Linked DNA regions of Mus musculus: regions 1 and 2 are each linked to region 3. The links are chromatin contacts, called in public Hi-C and HiChIP or PLAC-seq maps. All regions are on one chromosome and are shown on one strand. Each heading gives the region's core, a stretch centred on a gene start, on an enhancer-like site or on the middle of the called end of the contact. The rest is flanking DNA. Distances are from core to core; before and after follow the strand shown. Region 1 holds the start of Map7d1 (MAP7 domain containing 1). Region 2 holds the start of Thrap3 (thyroid hormone receptor associated protein 3). Region 3 holds the start of Snip1 (Smad nuclear interacting protein 1).

Region 1 (2,700 bases), core at 162-2,661, 1.2 Mb after region 3:
GGACTTGGGTCCTCAGTAATCAAGCTTTTCCCTCCCCTTCCAGGAAGAAAGAGTCCTCCCTCCAACACGGGGCCCAACCAGAATTCTGTCCCCACCCCCTCGTCAGCTGCTCCCAGATAGAATGGGGTTTGCAGAAGTCCAGAACACTGGTGGTTGGTGGGGTGAGGGGTGGAAAGGAGAGCTTTGGTGGTCTAGGGCATTGAGACTCTGTGTGTGTGTGTGTGTGTGTGTGTGTGTGTAAAGCATCCAAAAACCCTCAGTCTGAGGGAATGATGTGGCATGTAGGGAGTGCCATCCTTGAGCGGTCACCTCATTCTACAGAGTCCGGCCCAAAGAAGTGACGTGGTGCCGGCAGACCTCTGTCACTCCTGTCCCAAATCAGACTGGGTGGGCTCTGAAGTAGGCCTGGCTTTTGGGAAGGCGGCCCACTCCCCAGCTCCCACCCGCGCCCCAAACAATACCGCCTCCCCCTCCCCCTCGCCTTTATCCGGCGGGTTACTTGGCAGCCACCGCTAAAGACCTCCCCCTCGTCTCCCTCCCCTCCTGGTCGGCCCACAACAGCAACAGGCCCTTTGCGCGGCAGCTGGACGGATGGGGTGGGGGCGAGGTCTGGGCCAGGGCCTGGGCGTGGGGGTACGAGGGCCTAGCTTCGGTATGCATAGTTCCAGACCTGAGAATCTGGTACCCTAACACACATATTAAGACTAAGGTCACACGTGCCCGCGGAGGATGGAGAAGACAGTAGCTCCAGCTCAGTAAAAGAGGATCTTCAGAGTCTGGGGTGGATCTCGAAGGAGAGTGGGGGTGGGGACGAGAGGATAGCACCAGGCTGCGGCAGAAGGGTCACCCCATCGAATCCCTAGCCGGGTTCCCACGGATCCCGATGCCCCGTGCTTCCCGGCGCGGAGGTTGGGGGGAGGAGGCAGCTGTCAGAAGATGCGTCCGTGGCCCGGAGCCTCGGCAGCGGCCACAGCCTTTATTTTTAAACTTCTAAGTGGTCAGAGGGCGCGGGGGGGAGGGGTCCCCGCCCAGCCGCCAGCCTCATCCTCGGCCGCCCTGCGGCTACTCGGTCCCCCTCCGGGCTCGCTCTTGTGTGGCTCCCGGCTTACCTGCGGGTGCGCCCGGGCCGGGCTCCACACGCGGGCCACTCTCCATGGCTGCGGCGTCACTGGAGGTTTTGGGGGAGGGTCTCAGCCGCGACGGCGGCGACGGCCGGAGGCCAGGACCAGGGTCCCGCGGCGCATCCCGCCCGGCCCGCCCAGCGGGCAAAGACCCAGAGGCGGCGGCGTTCCGAGTGGGAGAGGTAGAGGCCGGTGGCTAACGAAGCTCTGAGTAGCCAGCTACCCGAGGTCGGTCCTCCGCGACCGCGATTCTGCTCCTTTGCCCCGCGCCGGCCCAGTCCTGGTCGCGGCCCAACCCTATTGTACCGCCCGGGCTGGGCCTGGCCTCTCCGAATGTACCAAGTGCGCGGGGGATGACCGCCCCCGCAGTGATGGAGTACGGAGCCACCACGGGCACAACCAGAGGGCTCCGACACCGCCCTGCGATGCAGCTCCCGGAACTTCACGATGCTCCTTCTGTGGTCGCCGCAGGGCGGACGCCGAGCTGGGGGCACGCTGCTGGCCACACTGACTCCCCCTGCGGCCGCGCGTTGGTACGTGCCGCGCGCCTGAAGACTATGTAGGGAGCTCTCGGGTGACTCACCGGCCGCTGGGACTAGGGGAGTGGGGTGCTGGGTTAGGATCCCCTATTCTCTCTCTGGATGCTGGAGGCTCTAGCGTGCAGTCTAAATTCTCTCCCAAGCCTGCCTCAGACAAAAATCTTTATTGGGGGGGGGGCGTTGCAACGCCTGAAGAACGGTCTCATGGAGACTCCTAAAAGGGCTATCCTTTCTCTTTTCTGGTGATGGCTGCGAAGGCGCTTTTCCTCTTGCACCCTAGGGTTGGTGTCTTCTCTGTTTCTCTGGGAGTAATTACAACCCTGTAAGGCGCTTTACTCAGGTCTCTAATCTGCTGGGGCCCTCCCTGATCCAAACTGGGTGGTCCTAGCCTAGAGCCTCCCCTACCTTCATCAGAAGACCCCCATCCCCCGCCCCCACATCTCTCCAGAAGGATTTTTCTTTCCTACGGCTCGTCGCGATAAAGAGTAGTAAGCCTCACTTCACCCTCCTCCCCGAAAATACTCGGGGCTCTGGAGTGGGCTCTCCTATCTCCTGTTTCAATGCCCGCCCGCTGAGGTGAGGGCTTCGAGCCAAGTCGGGCTTGGCTTCGGACAGGGTGCAGGGAGCTTGCTGGGAAGGTGGATCGATAGTAGAGGTACTGGTGCAGAGAGGACCAGACTGGAGGGAGGAAGGAGGGGCCGCTGGGCTCTGCCTATCCTAGCCCTGCTCTTTGTCCTGACCTGGAGGTCATTTCTCTAGTTGTCCACAGATTAGGGCCAGGGAGGCACTGTCTCCCTGTCTCTCCTTCCCCTTCCTAACCACTGGACCCTCCTTCCTTAGAGCACCTCCACAGAACAGTCATTCCAAGGGAGAGGGCAGGGAGTACGATTCAGGGAAAGGGAGAAGTTTCAGGCAACCTAGCAGCAGTTTCTATCCCAGTAGTAAGTAACTGGCGCTTTGAACCCTGGGGGGAGGGGGGAGGGAAGATTCGCCCGAGGTGGAGGCTGAGTGACTTTAGAAAAGGATGGTGCTAAAGGCCA
Region 2 (2,769 bases), core at 29-2,528, 1.1 Mb after region 3:
GCTGTCTAAATAATAGGATTGACTACACACGGACAGTATTTCCACAAACAAAACTAGGAAAGATCTGAAAAAAGACAGTTGGATACATGCCTTTCGACTTAGGACCCACAATCGAAAACTCCCATACCCGGTAACAAGGGGTTAACCGTCAGTGAATTTCGTTGAATATTTACACTAAAGGTAGCCAGGGTTGTGCACTGCCATTTTAGAAAAAGAAAAAAAAAAACAAAAAAACTTAAGTACGTTAAAGTAAAAACTGAAATTTAAACGCAAAAGCTGATAAAGCCGTCTTTCTTGGCTCTGTCCTATAACGTCCTTGCCATATTGTTTCTATCCAATTAGCAAGCTCCTCGTTAACATAGGACTCTCACCGATGGCTTCCAACTTCTGGGCCACCAATGTTGCCGCCAACTACCGCCGCCACGCTCCACCCATTAAGAATCACAAGAGCAAAGAAAATAAGAGAAAAGTTGTTTAAGTGTGGGACACAACTGCTTCTCACCAGCAGGGCACACGCCAATCACCGAAGGAACGCAAGTCGGCCTCACTTGCAACCAAAGGAAGAAAGTGGGAACTATTTTTCCGATAGGAAATAAACTTGGAATAGGCCTCTTTTGGCCAAGAGAGGAAGAAAACAAAACAAAAGAACAAACAAGTTTAAAAAAAAAACAAACACAGAAGAAGTACTAACATTTAGTGTGCTAGCAGCCACATGGGCCCTAGAAGACAGAACCAGGCCAATGGAGACTGGTGGGGGAAGGGCGTGCAAGAGTTCCCGGAAAAAAAAAATTCAAATAACGAGGTTCGTAAAACAGGATTTGGGGGGCGGGGGGGAGATGGAGTTGGTGGAAGCCGTCGTTCCCGCACAGTGCACAGAAGTGTGCAAGCTGTTTCAGAGAGAAGGCGGCCGGAGCCCGGAGAACTAGGCCGGAGCGGAGGGAAGCGGAGAAGGGCGGGGAGGGGGAGGAGCCGATGGAGCAGGGCCCGCTCGGAGCAGGCCCGGGCCGAGCGTGGAGGAAGCCGCCGCACGCTAGGCCTAACCCTCGCCGGGGCCCAGCCGGCGCCCAGAAAAGAGGAAAACCCCAACACACAGAGATTAGCTGAGCTGTCCTCACTCCCATCAACTGCGTCCACTCACCTTGACCGGCCGGAGCGACTACAGCTGCAATCTCGCAACGGCACAACCGGCCCGAAGCTCGCCCCCGCCCGCTAGCGCGCCCCGCGTCCCCGCTCTCCGACGACGGCGGCTACCGCCTCGCTCCGCTACCTCCTGGGAAATGTAGTCCTAGGTTTCTCTCTCCTGACTCACCGGACGTCCTCTCGAACTCTATTTCCCACAAGGCAGAGCGAGCGTTGGGCCCGCCGCTTTGCGTCACGCGCCCGAAGATCGGCGGTCACGTGGGCGACTGCGTTGCGCCTCCGTTCCCCCCTCCCCCCGCTCCCGCCTGGGTGGCCTGAGGAAGAGGGAGGGAGGTGGACGGAAGGGGCCCGGGCGTTGCTGACGCCACTGCCCCCACCATTTTGGAGAGGCCTCTCCGGGGGACTGAGGGAGGGCCCGAGCCCCACCCACTCGTCTTCTGCTTACGTCCCCGGAAAGTCTCTAGTTTGGTGGCCATCAGGCCTCTTGGCATTCGTTCTGTGCCTTACCCTTCCCCTGCTTTCTGACCTTGAACAGATCGTTGTATAAAGTGAGGCTCATAATTTGTACCTCACAGAGTTGTTGGGAGGTCCCCGACAAAGGAAGGCACTTGATCACCCGGAACCCAGAAAACGCAACGCAAAATGGAGAAGAGTTGTTTTGATAGTGTGATCTCAGGGGACCCAGAAGTCCGTTGGATCTCGGTCTCTCCTACAGCCACCTCCTGTCCCATTTAATGGCAATAAGAGCCCAAAGAGGTTTTTAGTTTGGGGATTTTTTTCATGGGGAGCGGGGATTCTAGACAGGGTTCTCGGTATACTGAAATACTCTAGGTAGAGCAGGCTGGCCTCAAACTTGGCCCAGAGAAGTTTTTTAAGAACATGGGCCCAGGAAGTATATTAGTACCTGTGGAACCACAAATGTCCTGGAAAGTGAAACCCTGGGATTTGTGTTTTCTCCTTGGTTTTTGTTTTTTGTTTTTTTTTGTTTTTTGTTAACTTTAATTTTTAGAACAGAATCTCCCGTTGTATGCCAAGCTGTCCTGGAAATCACCGGGTAGCACAGGCCGTCCCCTAAACTCAAGGCAGCCTTTTCGTCTCAGCCTCATTCATGACTGCTGAGCTTACAGATGTTAAGTCACTACGAGGCTGTTTCTCACATGGTCACTAAGGTTTTTTAGAGCAGTTTGGTTTTCTCTGCACTTGCTTGCCTTAGTGAATCCTGCACATGTAAGCGTTCAAACGTCACCTTTTCTGTCATGCATTTACGAGCTACTGTACTGCTGTAGCTATTGAAACTGTTCCTGTTCAGATGGAAGGAAGGGTATCCAGGGATTCGGAAGGCCCAGGAACCGCTACGCTCTGAGAGGAAGCCTCTTCAGCAGAGGCATTGCAGCTCGGGAGCCTCAGCCCTGATCTTTCTTCTCTTCTTCTCTTCATGGCTTCTTTTCTTCTTAGCTTCTTCCAATGAGAAAGCCATACCAGGCAGCAAATCTCATAAAGCAGATTTATTGGGAGGGTTTGGGGTACAGAACAAAGACTCGAAGAGTAGTGGCTGTTTCTGCTCCTGGCAAGTGAACGAAGGACAGGGGTTATATATATAGGATTTATTCGGAGGCGGGGCTTTTCAGG
Region 3 (2,924 bases), core at 378-2,877:
GAAGAGACAGGTTGATCAGTCTAGTACCTCCAGATTTTCCTAGGTCTCTTGTACAGCCGTCCCCATTTCCAGCCTATTTCCCTCATCTGTGATCTTAAAGGAAATATGAGCTGGAGATATCCCACGAGGGATATCTGGCTCTGACCCTGTGTTTGAACTGGTGTTTCTAGAATGAGTGGTCAGGCCTCTGTTCTGACTCTCTAGACGAAGGTAAGTCACTACCAGACCTCTTCTTGGACTTGACTACCACAAACCCCATCTTTTCCATGTGACTTTTCTCATCTTAAATTTGTCCTCTAAGGTCATAGCTAGGCTTCTTGTTCTCTTCTCCCAACCTCCATCCCTGTCCCAATTCCCTTGGCTGTCAGCCCCAGCAATCTGTCCCCTGAAATTCCAGAGATCCTCAAAGCTGGGATGTCTTTTCCCCATGGGAGTTTGTAGGATCTCGCGTCCCCTGAGACGCCTGTTCATACCGTGGGGCTCCGTTTCTCTGTATTCCGGCTCACCAACACCGGGGTGTCATATTTGAGCAGAGAGTCTGCTGGGGGTATCATGGTGGCAGTAGGGGTAACAACTCCGTAGCGGCCCCTGTGGAGTCTTGTTTGCGATCACCATGGAAACCCCTCCTCTCCTTGCCCCATGGATGGGGCGGGGCCTCTGAGGAAGGCGGTGCCGGCCGCGTGCAAGTTTTGTTCTACTGTGCTTTCTCCGCAAGCACTAAGTTTCTTAGTAAAGAAGACTGGACCCCTAGCGTTAGGTCTGTTTCGGTTTATGATGAAATGGACAGACCACCTTTGATTAAAACGGAAGTCATCTAGTGACTCTATAGAGTATTTGGCGACGATTGGCATTTGGAAGCCAGAGGCTGGCAGATCTTTGTGGATTCCAGGACAGCCAAGGCTATATAGAGACACTATTTCAAGAAACAAAAAAGAGTTTCACATTGTTGAGTGTCTGTGTTTCGTAACTACTAATAACGCGCAAGGAACAGAGCTGGGTTAGCTTTCCCACAGGTTTTTTTCTTTTTTCAAAAAAAAAAAAAAAAAAAAAAAAAAAAAGCTGGGCGATGGTACCACACACCTTAATGACAGCATTTGGGAGTCAGAGGGAGGCAGAGTTCAAGGTCAGCCTGGTTATAGAGTGACTTCTAGAACAGCCAGGGTACACTGAAAACCTGACTATGACGGGGGGGGGGGGAGATTGTCATATATATTTTTTTGAGGTTCTGGGGACTAATCCAGGGCTTCGTACTCGCGAGGCAAACGCTCGCTCGGTAACTAAGCTACAATCTCAGCCTTCCCTCCCCTTTTAACTCTTGATTTCTATTTGGCGGTGCTGAGGATGAATTCAGAGCTTTGCGATCTATCCGAGCTACAACTTTTTCAGATTTTGAGACAGTTTCACTAAATTGCCCAGGTTGGCCTCGAAATTACTGCGATCCTCCTGCTTCAGCCTCCCGGGGGGTTGGCCCTGCCTTTTCAGTACTCCAGCCACACCTCCCAGCAGCGGGGACCCCGTGGCCACTCGCGCCGGCGTCCCCAGCGTCTGAGACTCAAACACCTGGGGCCCCGCCCATCAGGGGGGCCGACACCGTGAAGGCTTCTGGGATAGCGCGCTGCCCGGAAGCGGAAGTGCAAAGCTGTCCGTCACTTCCTACGGCTCAAGTGGCTCAACGGACCGTGCAAGTGACTCTCGGTCGGGCCGCAGGATGAAGGCGGGGAAAAGCGAGCGGGAGCGGAGCGGCCGGCGGCGACACCGGTCAGGCGACGCTCTGACGACCGTGGTGGTGAAACAGGAGCGTCTGAGCCCCGAACCCGTCGCGCACCGCCGGCCCGACGCTCCAGCCGCTAGCCTGTCCCCGCCCGCCGCCGAGCCTGGCCACTCGGGTCACCGCGGGAGCCGAGCCCGGTAAGCGAGCCGGTGATTGGGCGGAGGACGGGATGGCGCGGGGGCCGGTGGTGCGAGCGGCTCTGGAGTGCAGAGCACCTGTTGAGTTGAAATGAGATTTCCCCCGCCTGCCCGCGAGTGGATGGTGCGAGTGGCTTCTCCCCTCGTCTGCCTACAAAGACACGTTGGGTCTTGGCGACTTCTTCGCAGCACTCATTCGCCAATGCCTCCATGTGGCATCGATTTATTGAGTGCGTAGTGTGGGTTAAAGATCAATTGGAGGTACTGGGTCACAAGGCAAAGAAGAGAGATGCTTTTTCCTTGGCGAAGTTGGGCAGGCTCTAACTCGAAGAAGGAAAACAACAAATAGATAATTTCAGTCAGTATTAAAGACAGATCAAAACGGCAGTGTGGTAGCGAGAGGCTGGGTAGAAAAAAGAGAGGGCTTGTACAGAGGTGCTCCTTAACGGAGACCTGGCTGGTAGGATTGATCCATTCTCTTGAGTCAAGAGTCTTTTAGCAAAGACTCCAGGAAGGACCAACCCACTGTGGTCGGGCATGCTTGTAACCCAGCAGAGGGGATGCTGAGACAGGAGGTTTCTGAGTGTATACACACAAACACGGCGCGTGCACGATTATGACAGAAAAATATATACATAGAACCTGAGCTGGAATTCTGTTTGTTTTAGAAGTTGAACAACAGCAGCAACAAAAACAAAAACAAAACAGCCAGCATATCTGGAATTGAGAGATGGAGCAGCATTGTAGGCTGGTAGGAAGGATGTGGGATGGAGGACAGGGCAGGGCCCTGAGACCTGCCAAGGGATTGGTTTTGGTTGTTGGAGAAGGGAGTTGTGTTAGGGAAAAAACCAGGCTAGATTGGCTTCCTGGATAGTAGTGCCAGATAGTAGGATGGCGCATCCGGAGAAGAAAGGTTTCTGAGGCGTTGGGGTTGGAGAATAAGGTTGTCTAGGTGAGAAGGCTTAGCAGGCCATTGTGTATGTGGTTGGGAGAAGTGTTTATGGGAAGTGAAGGCC

What was found. A called contact is a pair of places that touch in the nucleus more often than the background predicts. HiChIP or PLAC-seq counts read pairs in DNA pulled down with a chosen protein or histone mark.
Region 1: an H3K27ac HiChIP or PLAC-seq map of extraembryonic endoderm stem cells shows a contact between it and region 3, with 6 times the contacts expected there. The contact joins the promoter of Map7d1 here to the promoter of Snip1 in region 3. A contact is called at or near these places in 2 of 39 promoter capture datasets (hippocampal neurons and pre-B cells) and 5 of 115 datasets of contacts at active chromatin or transcription factors (embryonic midbrain, extraembryonic endoderm stem cells, forebrain and 2 more).
Region 2: a contact with region 3 is called in a Hi-C map of B cells, with 7 read pairs. The contact joins the promoter of Thrap3 here to the promoter of Snip1 in region 3. A contact is called at or near these places in 3 of 39 promoter capture datasets (hippocampal neurons, liver and pre-B cells), 1 of 484 Hi-C or Micro-C datasets (B cells), 1 of 115 datasets of contacts at active chromatin or transcription factors (astrocytes) and 2 of 9 other capture datasets (adipose tissue and pancreatic islet).

What each region holds. Positions count from the first base shown.
Region 1 is chr4:126,254,908-126,257,607 of GRCm38.p6, forward strand. Map7d1 (MAP7 domain containing 1) reads right to left here and starts at 1,412. Exons shown (of 18, transcript NM_001347198.1): 1 at 1,110-1,412. The coding sequence starts at 1,155.
Region 2 is chr4:126,201,432-126,204,200 of GRCm38.p6, forward strand. Thrap3 (thyroid hormone receptor associated protein 3) reads right to left here and starts at 1,279. Exons shown (of 12, transcript NM_001356455.1): 1 at 1,139-1,279.
Region 3 is chr4:125,065,045-125,067,968 of GRCm38.p6, forward strand. Snip1 (Smad nuclear interacting protein 1) reads left to right here and starts at 1,628. Exons shown (of 4, transcript NM_175246.5): 1 at 1,628-1,908. The coding sequence starts at 1,709. It overlaps Dnali1 (dynein, axonemal, light intermediate polypeptide 1), which reads right to left and starts at 613. Exons shown (of 6, transcript NM_175223.4): 1 at 474-613. The coding sequence starts at 554.